2 separate regions of the Anas platyrhynchos genome follow, and region 1 is linked to region 2. A link is a contact called in public Hi-C data. All regions are on one chromosome and are shown on one strand. The core of a region is the stretch at or near the end of the contact, and the rest is flanking DNA. Distances in the headings are between cores, read along the strand shown.

Evidence for each region. A called contact is a pair of places that touch in the nucleus more often than the background predicts.
Region 1: a Hi-C map of subcutaneous adipose tissue shows a contact between it and region 2, with 1.8 times the contacts expected there. The contact joins the promoter of RAB11B here to the enhancer-like site in region 2. A contact is called at or near these places in 2 of 8 Hi-C or Micro-C datasets (skeletal muscle and subcutaneous adipose tissue).

What each region holds. Positions count from the first base shown.
Region 1 is chr29:4,040,021-4,044,131 of IASCAAS_PekinDuck_T2T, forward strand. RAB11B (RAB11B, member RAS oncogene family) reads right to left here and starts at 2,651. Exons shown (of 5, transcript XM_027472087.3): 1 at 2,494-2,651. The coding sequence starts at 2,533.
Region 2 is chr29:3,991,852-3,996,241 of IASCAAS_PekinDuck_T2T, forward strand. MARCHF2 (membrane associated ring-CH-type finger 2) reads right to left here. Exons shown (of 5, transcript XM_027472651.3): 5 at 1-2,621. The coding sequence ends at 2,463. Among named protein-coding and RNA genes, the nearest start is that of GP1BA, 30 kb to the left of the region's middle. Within about 2 kb of position 2,935, at least 3 of the 8 cell types and tissues checked have an H3K27ac peak or open chromatin away from gene starts, as enhancers often do. A contact at or near this core is called in subcutaneous adipose tissue, where this site is marked.

The sequences.
Region 1 (4,111 bases), core at 1,401-3,900, 48 kb after region 2:
TTCACGAGCCAGCACGTCTGCACAATCTCAAATTTAATTCTTTAAAGAAACGCCGATAGCATCTATCTTCCCAAGAGGACACCCGACGCAGAGATCGCACTTCAATAGGTACAAGGCTTCCCATAGTTCGACAGCTATTAAAATGTCAAATTCTACCCTGGACCCAAACCACTAGAAACTCAACACGAGGAGATCATTGCTTTTTTAACAACATTTTGTTTCGATCAATGAAATGAGCAGTTCTGGCTGTAGGGGTGCATGCAGAAGGAAGGGAAATTGCACATAACGATAAAGGGGAGCCAGTTTAGCAGAGCAGCTTTGACTAAAACCACATTCGCATCCCCAGAGTACCACCAAACCTCAAATTAGGTTTGACCTCTGCGTGCTACACCCGATAAGCCAATAATGTGTGTCTTTTCTACTGCCCTACTGAAGCGGCCAGTCCTAGAGCACAAAGCGGCTGACGACACCAGTCGTCATTCTCTTGCATGAGGGAACCCTAAGAGCAGGGAGCCAGCTGCGTGGGGAAATTATTGCTACTAACTCCTTCGCTGTTTTCATCCCTGAGCAATTGTTTCTTACAGCATTTCTTACAAAGGACGCTGCCAACAAATGGGGCTCTGCCTTTTGAACTCTTCATAAAGCTGTTTAATATATTCTGTGCTCCACGGCAGAAGTCAAGCTCCTATACAAGCAGTTCCAGATCTTCCACTACATAAAAAGCTAAAAACTGGATTCAGCAGCAGCCAGCCCTAAATAATATTACAACGTGAGGATGATAATTTCTTCAAGTGCAACTGTGAAGACTGAAGTCAGATTTCCTTTGGGAACAGGAGGCTGAAGAAATGGTCAGAAATTAAAGTCGACCTTAGAGGTAAGGAAATGAAATGAATCCTTCCCAGCCAGCAACCACCCCCTCCACCACTAACCCCATCTCTGACCACCATGTGCCTACAGAGAAGAGTTCAAACCCCATCTGTGGAGCAAAGAAGGGACTAGACCAGAACTCAATCAACCCCTGGACATTGATTTTTTCATTATGTCAATTCCCCTTGATATTTAATTCCATTACAGGAGGGGCAAGGAGGGAAAAGAAGGGGAGTTGATCCTCTTCATTTTCTTATTATAGTGGAGATCGCATCCCACTTGATCTTGTTTACATTCGCCACTTCTTGTCCGGTCCTAAAAAGCCCAGAAGGAAGGAAGGAAGGAAAGACAACTAGATAGGAAAGGGGTTTTTGTGTTGTTTTGTTTTATTTTTTAACAGTAACACAACTACCCCTACCCAAGACACAGAAAAGCACAATCCTCTCCCCCACGTTTCATTAAATTAAGTGCTATAAAGTGTGCCAAGTCAATTTGCTGTATCAACACAACAGCATGGTCCCTGCCCAAATAGCTTTAGGTTGTGTCACTCCCGATAAAATTAAAATCACATTTCAAAGCAGCAGAAGTGTTCCTCAGGATGAATACAGCTCTGCCTACCTAATTGACTAGTCACAGAAAGAAACAAGAAACTCAGTTTTTAGGCTTTCAAGTTCCCAGCTATTAAACCACTTGGGAAATAGACGATGGAATGACTTCAGAAAGAAACTAGTTTCAGACCCAGACAGTTTAGCATATTTTCCGAGGCTAGACCTCTGCTTTATGTTCTCCTCTAACTCTACCTATAGGGGCTCTTCCCTCCTGCCATCCTGAAGCCTGTCAAACAAAGGCACTACATAGCCACAGCCACCCAGAAATCATTTCCAGCGTGTGAGTAACCGCTCGTTCCTTTCCTCAACCAGCGAATGGAGCCTTGCTGCTGCCCTTGCCAGGGGTCACGGCCACAAAGCAAGCACCAACATCCAGCTCCGGGGGAATTTTTCGGTGACTGCGTATGGAGAAACCCCCAGCCCCAAGGCCACCCAGCGACGGCAACCTCGGAGAGGGGCAGCTCTGCGGGTGAACCCACGGATGTCAGCAGCAGGAGACCACGGGATCAAAGAATCGTCTGGGCTGGAAGAAAACCCCACGATCACCTGGCGCAACCCAAACCACAACAGGTTGGGGAGCACGAGGCCGCTCAGCCCAGCTGCTCCTCTCCTGGGCTGCCCCAGCTCAGCCCCAGCACCTGGGCACAACACCGGCCCCAAACACTCACAGAGGCGACCCCCAGAGAGGGCCCAAGGCGAGGAGAACAAGCCGGGGGCTGCCCCCACACGACGCCGACCCCCGGGGGACCCCCTCAGGCAGCGGCTCCGAGGGCCGGGGGGCGCCGTGAGGCAGCAGCGAGCGGTGCCCGAGCTCCCTCAGCACCGGGACAGGCCCTGAGGGGGGATTTGGGGGGGGGGGGGGGGGGGGGGCGGCGCCTCAGCGGCACCCTCAGGGCGCCGAGGCCTCGACCCCGCGGGCCTCAGGGTGGGCCCGGGGGGCCTCGGGGTGGGCCCGGGGGGGGGCTCGGGGGGGGCTCGCGGCCCGGCCCCGCTCACAAAGGAGGCGGCGGGGCGGTACCTTTGAAGAGGTAGTCGTACTCGTCGTCGCGGGTGCCCATGGCGATGGCGGCGCCGACCCCTCAGGCTGCCAGGCACCGAGCGCGGCCCAGCCGGGTGGGAGGAGGAGGAGGAGGAGGAGGAGGGTGTGGGGGGGGCCGCTCCTCACAGGCCGCAGCCTATCAGCGGCCGCCACAGCCCGCAGGAGGCGGGCGTTACGCCGGCCCTGTGGGTTTTGTCCAATAGGCGATCGGAAAGACGTTGAGTGGCGGGTGGGGGAGTCCAATGGGGAGGGGGGAGGTGGGGAGGGGAGGTGCTTGGCGGGCTGAGCCGGGACCCGGGGATGAGAGGGGAGGGGGCAGGGAGGGGCCGGGGAGGAGAGGGGGCGGGGGGAGAGGGGGCGGGGCCTGGGGGAGGGTGGGCGGGGTCTGAGCGAGGATGGGTGGGGCTTGAGAAAGAGTGGGCGGGGCTTCTGTTGGGGGTGGTGTCTGATTGGGCGGGGCTTGAGGGGGCGGGGCTTGAGGGGCGGGGCTTGGCGGGGCTGCGCAGCGCGGAGCTCAGTCCGCACGGCGGCGGCGTGGGGGGAGGATCGGGGGGACGGGGCGGGACCGGGGGGGACCGGGGGTGCCACCCACCGCCTGGGCCCCCCTCACCTCGGTGCATGACGTGGGGGTGCCTGTTCACCCCCCCCAGGCCGTGTGGCTCTGGGGTGCCCCCGACTTGTCCCAGACCTCAGAGCCCCCCAGGCCCGCAGGAGCAAGGTTTTGGGGGTCCCGGTGCCTGCTGGTAGCGTGTGGGAGCCTGTGAGCAGGCAGCACCCGGCCTAACAGCTTATCAGCCAGCTCCTGCTCAGTGAAAATTATTATTCTTTTTTATGAACAGTAGTCTGAAAATGAGGTGAGAAACGGAGCGCGTTGCAATCACACATTGCGGTCCCGCTGCCGTGCTGGGGAATTGTGTGTGGGCATCGCATAAAAGGCAACGGAAGCAGCTGGGGAGGAAAGCCATAAACGCATGGACGTGTGGGGCTCTGGGGGAGATGCTATCGCCTGACCCGGCACAGGTTCAGGCAAATTGCTCCTCTCCGACAGAGATTTCTGAGGAAGCAGGGAGGAAGTCTCTTTTCACCTTTTCTTTGCACTCTTTGCTTCTCAGCGCTCACAGAACACACGGTGTAGGGCATCAGGCTTTTAATCTGTGCAGAAGGGAGTTTTATCAACCAGGACTGCAGGAAGGCATTATCAGCGTCTCTCGTTTGTGATATTCATCCTCCCGCAGGACCGCAGCCAATGGCCCTGCTGTGCAGTGACTCGAGCACTCCCAGGATATCGAGCATCCAACTGCCGAACAGCTAAATGCTATCGAGAGAAGCGGGGCTGTGATATGTCAGCTGCAGGAGCCCCTGGGGACGGGAATTACCCTGGGATGCCCTAAGGAAAACGTCTCCCACACCTCCCTTAGCCCTGGTGAGATAAAACATCTCATTTTCATTATCACAAGCAGCTTAATTAGTTCTGAACTGAGTACTGGGGGGGATTTAAGAGGAAAAAGCAAAGTTATTTCCTACTGGTTGGGATCCAAATCCCTTTCTTCTCCCCCTGCCTGGGAAATGCTGCCTTAAGTTTTGAAGAGAGTGTCCT
Region 2 (4,390 bases), core at 1,685-4,184:
CACGGGTTTTGTTAGGACAGGCTGAGTGCAGGGGTACCTAGGACAAGGCAGGGTGGTGCTGCGGTGCCCACTGCCAAGGGAAAGGAGGCAGCACCCGCGTTGGATCTGCAGCTCCCTTCCCGCAGTGCAGCCAGCAGAGCTGGGGGCAGAGGGCCCACTGCATGGCCTCGGTGCACAGACAAACCTCCACGCAGGGGGAGCAGCAGGCAGGAGCTGGGGGCAGCAGGAACAGTTGATTTGAAGTGAGCACTTGTAGGATGCTGAGGCTGGACTGAAGAGGCCTCCTCACTGCAAGCCTCCAGGAGCACGAGGGGCCAAGCCCCCACTTCGTGACAGCTGAAAGGCAGGGAAGGTGCCCGGGGTAAGCAGCAGAAGGGAACAGGCCAGACAGGGCCTAGCAGAGAGAGGGGAACAGAGACACACAGCCCGGCTGTGCCACAGCATTCAGCCCATGATCCAATGAGACCCTCGTGCTCAGAGCAGAGACCTGCCCACAGCTGCACAGGTTTTGCTGCAGGATGTGCTGGGGTACCACTGAGCCACATGAATAACCATGGGCCAGGAGATAAAAGGAGGAAAGCAGACACAGAGCCAGCCCTGGGGTTGGAGCAATCCTATTCAGAGAGAGAGGATACTGGCCACTGCTGCTCGTGTCCACCAGGGACTTCCAGCCTAGGGTCAGGCAGAAAAAAAAACAAACCAAACCAAACAAAACAAAACAAAAAAAAAACAACCAAGGAACAGGGGCACACAAGGAAAAATATCCAGCTTTGCAGCTAGAAGGAAGCAGGAACAGCACGTGGTGCTGCCAATTCAAGAAATTACAGGCCTCAGTCTTGCAGGGCATCAACTGATCCACTTGGGATCAGGAAAGGAACTGAGGGACACGCTCTGTGACCACCCACTGCAAAGACACCCTTGGAGCCTGCCTCCTCCCTGCTTTCTACCCTCACTGCTGCGGGACCAGGAGCTGTCTCATGCTTGAGCAGCTGCACTCAGCAGAGCAGTGCCAATGCTGGCATCCTTACGGTCTGTTCTGCAAGCAGGGCTCGGGAGAGCACAGCACCAAACACAGACATTGCCTGGCACAGCAGCGAGGAGCTGGAGAGGCACGGACTAACACCAAGCTCAGGAAGAGGGAGAGACTCTGCTATGTGCTAGAGACCTGCAGCAGATTGGCCACTCTGGGGCAGAGGGGTTTGGGAGCTGGGCATGCTGGAAATGCAGGAGGATGAAGGAGGAGGGGGAAAGCCAGCCCTGCAAGGAAAGGGACCCGGAGCCTGCACGCCTCTGGGAACCAGTGAACTTGGGGTGTTTCGCCAGAGGACACATAATGGGCAGGCAGCGAGTTCAGGGATGAACCAAATGACAGCAGCTCCTCTGCTGCCAAGGAATGTGCAAATAAAGCGCACAGAGACAGCCGAGATGTCCTGCCGAGAGCTGCAGAGCATGGCCTGTCCCTGGAAGGTATGTGGATAACTGACACTACAAGAGGTCCAGCCTCAAGATTGTGTAAGGACGTCAGCAAAAACAGAGACTCCTATTCTCAGCTTTTGGGGTTGGGAAAGAGCCTTTCTGAACCCTTTAAAAGCAAAAGGCAACGGTGGGTTTAGCTAGGATGAGCCGTCATTTCCCACCCTCAGATCCTCCATCTATCTACCTTTGTCAGACAAGCCAAGAGCTGAGCGCATCTGAGTCCTGGGGATGAGCCAGGATCTGCAGGGAAAGCATTTTGTGAGATCACGTCTGCACAGGAACAGATTTTCCGCTTTTGAAACTTATTTTGAAATCCTCAAAATTACAGTACTTTACAATACAAAATGTCTCCATTCAGTATTATGTCATTTTACTCCTTCTGGGATTATAATAATTATTAAAAACACATAACTTTCTAGAAAGCACAGAAACACCACGAAAGAGACCAAAGAGTAACGGGAAAGGCTGCTGCAATATTATCAAAACCAATTTAGTGCAAAGGAGAAGGGACTTTCGAGAACGGTCAATGAAAAGTGTTCTTTATACGCTCATTTAGAGAAAAGGCATAGATTTAACCTCTGAATGAGATCAGGCTGCCAGCTTCTATACTGAAGCTTAGAACATCAACACAAAAGGACTGAAACACAATATTCATGGCCATTAAAAAATAATATTATATATAGATATATATATATATGTGAGAGATTTTCCACGTACGGTATTTAGTTATAGCAAAGTGTCCCTGCAGACAGGCGTGTTCCGCCATCTGGCTCTTTTGGGCCGTTTCACACGACAGACCTTTATCCTCTGTGTTTGCCATCGTACGAAGTACATGCCGACCGCCAAGTCCCTTCGGGTGGGACGACTGCTCCCCAGTGCTTCCATGGCTGCTGCGCTCCCTGCACGCGTGGGGGAGACCCGGCCCCTTCTGCTTCTGCTGGCCCCGGGGGGGCCGCCCTCACCCTGGCCGCGGGCGCAGCCACGGCTCAGACGGTGGTTTCGTCCGCGGTCTTCTTCAGGAGCTTGGCGGAGAGCAGGGAGTGGGGCACGGGGTGAGGGCTCCGCGAGGCCGGGATCATCAGGCGGACTTTCTGGTTGGTCCTTCGCCACTCCGAGTACAGCTGGCAGTGGTAGCGGAACGAGACCTGGTGGGCAACAAGGCTGGTTACAGGCGGAGGGCCGGGGAGACACGGAGAGCATCCACCCCGTGCAGGCTCTGCCCAATTCTTGTCCCACCAGCACCCCCTTGGACAAGGGACGCAGCCCTGACCCCAAAACAGTTTGGGGTACTCCGTCACCCAAGCCTCTAATGAGGAATAAATTAATTCGTGCTAACAGAAGATGTATAAGCTTGGCGTGGCCAAAGGAGCTTTCTGGGCAGCAGCAGGATGGGGCTGGAGGTGCCTGCAGCAGCCTGGCCCAGGGGCAGGAGCTGGCCCTGCAGTTTCGGAGCAGCCCTGCAAGGGGGAGTTTTGAGCTGCACTTCCCGCATGGGCTGCGCCTCTCGCCGTGCCCTTCTGCAATCACAAACCCCACCACAGACTTTCTCACAGCTCCTGCCAATTCCTTAGCTTTGAAATTAAATGTTTCTAGATCATTTTATTTTTTCGAGGGAGGAATAAAAGCAGCATGTATTTCCCTGCTGTCTATTTTCCTAGAAATTGTGGCAAAGAAAATTAAATACTGAATCCAGGCAGCCACTCATCAGAACCAAGCTTTCTCGTTTTGTAGAAGAAATGTGTCATTTTGCTGACAAGTAGGAAGAACCGGGAAGCAGATCGGGCAAGGAAACATCAGCACTCCCATTGCTTTTGTATAAGACTGAGACATCTGCTATGAGAGGCAGAGCTGCGCCACAGCATTGGGGTGATCCAGCCCACTGATCTGTGCTCCCCTTCTGCCTGCAGTAGAGGTACAACTGTGGGAATAAGGTCGTTTGCTTATAAACAAGAAGCAAATGGATCTTGCAGTCTTCAGAGAGCACGCAAACGAGGAGCTAAGTAATGCAAACCTCGCGGAAAGACCCTGCTCCACAGGAAGGAGCTGCAAGCTCGGCCGTGGCATCTCTTGCAATCCTCACGCTGATTACAGCACATCACCACCAACCGTGTACCAGCCCTGTGGGTCACACAGCCCGCAGTGGCACAGAGGAACTGCAGCTGCGTACAGTAAAGCTGAATAAAGGGGCTCCACTTAACATCCCTCCCTGTTCAAGGAAGTGGGAAGTGCAGCAGAAGCAGAGCAACTTGAGTCATGACGCATGATATCACTGAAAACATTTTTCCGTTTCCTCCAGATTTGGGGCAGCACCAGACTAGTCCTGGGACAGAGAAGACGGAAGCACTTCCTCTTAAAGTTTCCAATTTTAGTTTGGCTTTCTACAGAAGTGAACCTTATGCAGCCAGAGCTTTTCTTTCACAGCTCCCTGTGCATTGCTATCTCTGTGTGTTTCGACAGCAGCATGTGTCCCACCAAAGGGAAGGCTGAAGCCCCAGCTCACCCTTCCTTGGCACCAGGATCTGCATGGGATTAGTTGCAAGGAATGTCCTAACCCCAGAGAAAGCTCTGTTTCTGAGAAATCAGAGCATCAGATGGCAGGCAGGTGGGCTGGGGCATTTTTACTGACTGCAGAACTGCCATCTTCTAGGGTCCCACCGCTTCTCCCCCAGCGACTGCACCCCTTCCCTTTCCAAAACGGTGCAAGTGGCTGGAGAAGGGTACTGAGCACATGCAGGGCTGAGAGGAGGAGAGCTAAAATGAGATTCAAACCCAGAAACCCACCTGATAACAGAACGTGAAAGAACTGAACTGGGAACAGAGGGAGGGGCCCAGCTGGGAGCGCTCACAGATACGTGCTGCACCACCACCGTGTGTTTGCTTTCCTGCTATTCTGGCCCTGCTCCAAGCTGTAAGC